Linked DNA regions of Mus musculus: region 1 is linked to region 2. A link is a contact called in public promoter capture Hi-C data. All regions are on one chromosome and are shown on one strand. Each heading gives the region's core, a stretch centred on a gene start, on an enhancer-like site or on the middle of the called end of the contact. The rest is flanking DNA. Distances are from core to core; before and after follow the strand shown.

The links. Promoter capture Hi-C pulls out the DNA fragments that hold promoters and counts their contacts.
Region 1: a promoter capture Hi-C map of pre-B cells shows a contact between it and region 2. The contact joins the promoter of St3gal3 here to the promoter of Armh1 in region 2. A contact is called at or near these places in 8 of 39 promoter capture datasets (the 3T3-L1 cell line, 3T3-L1-derived adipocytes, the C10 cell line and 4 more).

The regions. Positions count from the first base shown.
Region 1 is chr4:118,133,609-118,136,308 of GRCm38.p6, forward strand. St3gal3 (ST3 beta-galactoside alpha-2,3-sialyltransferase 3) reads right to left here and starts at 1,338. Exons shown (of 12, transcript NM_009176.5): 1 at 782-1,338.
Region 2 is chr4:117,250,647-117,253,346 of GRCm38.p6, forward strand. Armh1 (armadillo-like helical domain containing 1) reads right to left here and starts at 1,271. Exons shown (of 13, transcript NM_001145637.1): 1 at 1,107-1,271. Tmem53 (transmembrane protein 53) reads left to right here and starts at 1,305. Exons shown (of 3, transcript NM_026837.3): 1 at 1,305-1,488. The coding sequence starts at 1,428.

The sequences.
Region 1 (2,700 bases), core at 88-2,587, 880 kb after region 2:
GCTTTGCTTCATCATTAATAACTTGTTAGGAGACACAGACATCAGATTAGCGAAATGGAGCAACCAACACCACTTTATATTTCAAAATGTCTGTTATTTTAGGAGACTATATGAAACTCCCATCTGGTCATAAGGTTTTACTCCAATTTTTAATCCTCCAATCTTTCTTCTTTTCCTTTCTTCAGTCTTTTGAGACTGGGTCTTGCTATGTGGCTCTTGTTGACACGGTTTTATTATTCTATGTAGCCCAGGCTGGCCTCTGAAGCAATCCTCCTGCTTCAGCTTCTGAGTGCTATTACAGGTGTGCACCTACTACCCCGGGATCCAATTCCTCTGAGTCTTTAATTGAAAGTTTAGGGACACAAGTGGAATTGTCATGATGTCTACTGTGCTACATGTCAGGAACCTAACTCTAACTCGTGGCTTTTCCTTCCTTCTCAGCCCATTATCTATAGTGCTAATAATTCAAAGGACCTCAGAGAAATGTGTTAAGCACTCTTTGCTTTCTGGGATAGCAGCCGGCTCCCTTCATCGGTCACTCCCTAGGTTAATTACAGTGACTCAGTTTTACCACCTCCCCGTACTCTAGAGAAACAGACAAAAATTAAATTTATTGAGGAATCATAAAAATGGGTGCTACTGTAAAAAGGAGTCTAAACACATCTGTGGGACATCCGCCTAACCAAATCTACCGTCCTCACTAAGCTTTTCTCTCGCAAACAAGACCACTGAGAAGACAATGAGGAAGCACTCCAGAAGAAAGGGTAGCGAGAAGACGTACTTTGATAAACTGACCCGGTCGCTCCGAGGAGGATCTGGCCCCGGGGAAGGCAGAGATGACAACCGCTACTCTTGGTGACTCCCGCTAGGCTTTCCCCGGACTTTCTTGCGCTTGTCCCACAGCGGGTCCCGGGTGACCGTGACCCTCCTTTGCGCTCAGACTCGCGCGCCTGGGACACTGCACACAGGTGACCTCGGCGCGCTCGGCCCGGCTCGCGCGGCCCTCTGGCAGGCCTGGCCCCCACCCGGGCCCGGGCTTTGGTCCCCAGCGCGGCTCGGGCCGGTCTGGCCGGGGGAGGGGCGCGGCGGCCGAGAGCTGCTTCGGGGACGCAGGGCAGGCCTTACCGCAGCAGAGAGGGAGGCCGGGGGCGGGTGGCGCCAGGGCGCACGCAGAGCGCGGAGGCAATTGCAGCGCGAATAGCGGGGACAGCCGAGGGGACCCCAGAGGGAGCCCAGGACGCGGCAAGCTGCACGGGCGCCGCCATGGTGGGGACGCAGCGGCGGGACCACCAATCCTGCGGTCCGCCTCGGCGGCCGCGCCGGGGGTCGGGCATCAGCAGCCAATGGGAGCACCGGAACCGGGCGGGGCGCCAGGCAGGCCAATGCGAGGCTTCGCCGCAGGGTTGGGCGGGCCCGGACCCCGGAGACCCAATGGAAGCCAGAGGCCGAATCCATCCCCTCCCCATCCCCGGGCTATAGCTGGGGCTTGGGAGGAGCGCTGCGTGGAGCTGCGGTGCGTGGGGCTGCCCGGCTGCGGTCAGGTTTCCTCTGCTTCCCAGAGGAAGTCTTCTGTCCCTACTTCACCACTCTGCTGTCAGCCCCTGACGCTGGTGGTAACCTCTAGAACGCCTTCTGAAGCCCTATCCAATCCCGTGAGGGTAAGAGGCCTGCTAAGTTCAGGCGTGACCTCGAAGAAAGGTCGCAGATAGGCCACAAAGCCACCCCACATACCCAGTTCAGGAGGTCGCGCCCTCATTCTGCAGCGGAGTGCATTATCCTAAGGCAGAATTTAATACAGAATTTTCCCAAAGAGGAGGTGGGGACATAACTTGGCACTCTCAGATGCCAATCTTATACAAGGTATACAAGACATAAGTTTCTGCTTTGGCAAAAAGCTGAAGTGCAGTCTTTGGCTGTGGTGGGTCATGAACCCAGACTAGACTACACTGGCCAGGAAGTGCCTAAGGCAGACCCAACTTTGAAGTTGAGCAAGTTTAAAGCCCCAGGCCATCCCCAGCACCAGAAAAAAAAAAAAAAACAAAAACAAAACCACAGGCCAGTTTTATGAGACTTGGGAAAGTCCCATAGCTTTTTATGAACTGGGAATTTTCTTATAATAGGCCAAAAATATTTTTGAATGGTTGACTTAACTAATCATGGTAGTGGTGGTACGTACTTAACTACTCTCTAAACTGAAGCAGGATTAAACATTCAACAACTTTGTGGGTCTCAGTATCTTTGGGTTTTGTTTTGGTTTATTTTGTTTTTGTTTTAGTGTCTGCATGAATGTATGTCCCAGTGCCTGTGTATCCCAGAAGGCCTCATAGCCCCTGGAACTAGAGTTACAGACAGTTGCAAGCCACCAAGTGGACAGTGACAACTGAACCTGGGTTCCCCAGAAAAGTATTCTTAAGGGCTAAACTATCTCTCCATCCCACAGTGGGCTCTTCTTAGGGACAAAAAAGTAGAGAGGGCTGTCGGGTATAGCTTGGCAGTAGTACGTTTGCCTCAAACATTCAAAGGCTTGAATTCAATCCTCAACTCCCATAGAGCTGGGATTACACCAGGCACGAGATTATCCGGTCCTTTAGCAAGGCTGAGGTAATGAGACTCATGGGGAGGAACTACGGGTGCCTGAGGAAGTTAAGTTTTCCTCTCTTCCACGAACGCTCAGCCCCAGCCATTTTCCCCTGAAAATCC
Region 2 (2,700 bases), core at 21-2,520:
AGTAATCTCTCCAGCCCCCCCCCCCCGCCCCCGAAGCCTTTATGTGTGTCCTGGGGGTCTAAGTTGGTTCCTCACACTAGCTCAGCCATCTCCCCAGTTACTCCTCAGCAGTGTAAAGTGAGAGTCCCCACGGTTGGGGGCCATATGCTTTCACATACCCAATTCCCCTGTGATTTTATCTTTTATCTCTTTGCTGGATCTCTCTCATCTGAACAAAAGCCTGTACCTCCTAGCGGTTGCCAGCGAATGACAAAATAACTTGCCTTGCAAGTGTTCCATCCCCCCTCTTTCTTTTAAGACAAGTCTCATGTAGCATAGGCTAGCCTGGAACTTGTTATGTAGCTGAGGATGGCTTGAAGCATTTAGACTCCTGGCTGGGATTCCAGGGACATACCACTATGCTGTCACCTCCCACTCACTCTCAAGCCACTGACTCTTTTGTTCACTGGAATGGCACTTGCAAAGGTTGCTAACAACTTCTTTGTAAATCCAGTGCCATCTTTGAGGTTTTATTTACCGTATTAATCATCAGCCCTCAATACTTTCCTCCTGGTTTCTGTCTCCTACACACCATACCCACTCATTCCCATCACCCAAATAGCTTCTTTTTCTGTTTATGTATGTATGCATGTATGTGTTTATTTATTTATTTTGGACAGGGTGTCTCTGTGTAGCCCTGGCTGTCCTGGAGATAGATCAGGATGGTCTCAAACTCACAGAGTTCAACTCCTCACAGCTGGAATTAAATGCATGCGCCATTATGCCCAGCTCAGAAAATATTTACTAAATGTAAGAAAGCTGTACTCCTGTACTCGTCTAAACTACTTGGACTCACACATGAAAGGCCATGTCTTATTACCCGAAGACCCCTTTCCAGTCAGGCAACCAGTCTCAACCCACAGGTTTAGAAGGACCCGTTGGCACGCGCCGCCTAACACTGTTTTGTTCGTTTTTTCTGCCTCCAGCCTGGGAACTGCTGCTGGCGATGGAGGTAGATGTAGTTAGAGGTGCAAGTTCAAGTTTTCTACCAAGTACCAGAAGACAAAGTTCTGAGATGCCCTCTGCAGACCCGTAATACTTCATTCAACTCTCCCACCGACTCTTACCTTCACAGGAGGGTGCGGTCGCTCCGAGAGCGCTGCCCCACTGACCAATACTTGATCCAAGATCAAGAGAGTCAGCCAATTGCTGGGGCCCAAAGACAGTAGGGGCGGGGCGCGGTTGCTAGGGCCGGGCTAGTGGGTGCCGCCCGAGGCGCGAAGCGACTCCCTGGTTGCTAGGCAGGGAGGTCACAGAGTGCGGCTCGGGGATTGGACAGCGCTGGGCGTGGGCGGGGAGGGGCGTGGCCCGGCGGCGTCCCGGCCCCGCCGAGGTGAAACTGCGGGAGTTCCGGCGGGAGGCCTGTGCTGAAGACCCGCACCTTCACCATGGCCTCGGCCGAGCTGGATTACAGCATCGAGATCCCGGATCAGCCCTGCTGGAGCCAGAGTATGGAGGGGGATTGGGAAGGTGACCTAACAGCGATGCCCCGCCCACCCTGCGGCCCGCCCTCCCTCGGCCCGCCCCCTTCGGGGGTCCCGCAGGGCTGGCTAGAGCTTGCGGGGCGCTCCCAGCCCCGCCCCCCGTGCCCCGCCCCCAGTCGACTGAGGGTCTTTCTGTTCCACAACAGGTTCTCAAGGTTCTGCTTCCCTTTGTAGCTGGAGGCCCTTCAAGGTTCATTCTAATTCTTTTGTTTTGGATTCTCGCTCCTCATTTGCAAGTGTGACTAGGCCCATCCTTCATTTTTGCAGAGGTTTGGATTCCTGGGGGAGCCTCTGGTCCTCAGAAAAGCCAAGGGACTCAGCAAGCCTAGTCCTGCCCTTCTCAGCTCACCCTGGCAGTGGTTAACAGAATGGTCGGTTAGGCCGGGTGGAATTCTGTTGAAATCCTATCCCTTTAGTAATTGGATGACCTTCGGCAAACTTTCAACTTTGAATTTTAGTTTTCCTGGAGCAAAGCTGAGGAAAAATTGCTGGTTGCACAACTGAGATTATTTGTGTAAAGGACTTGGCATGAATCCTGATGGAAGTAAGCTTAGTAGTTGGCATTTAAACTTAACGTGTGTGTGTGTGTGTGTGTGTGTGTGTGTTTAACCCTCCTAAGGCCATATCATTAAAAAAAGATGTGTGGGAGGCCTCCTAAGATTAGTAGCTTGTAAAGTAGTGTAAGTTGTTGGACCAGAGAATGGAAGGTTGTCCCTTTTGGAAACTGGGGCAGAGGAGGCTTGGAGTACAGGTCGGCCAATGCTGCTCTTTGGTGTTTCCAGTCCACTGCCCCGCACTTGTCCAGCTCATCATAAAGTTTAGCTAGGGGGTGCTTCCTTCAAAAGCCTCCCCAGAGCCAGGTGGTGGTGGCGCACACCTTTAATCCCAGCACTTGGGAGACAGAAGCAGGCGGTTTTCTGAGTTCGAGGCCAGCATGGTCTACAGAGTGAGTTCCAGTACAGCCAGGACTACACAGAGAAACCCTGTCTCAAAAAACCAAAAAACCAAAACCAAAAACAAAAAAAGTCTCCCCAGGCCTCCCTTCCTATGCCCTCCTGTCCCACTGTGTGTTTCTTGCTTGGAATCTATCTAGGATGGGGCAGGGGCCTCTCATCTCCTAAAGCACGAAGGAAGGACTGCCACTATCTGTTTCTCCCTAGAGGTGGATCGTTGGGCT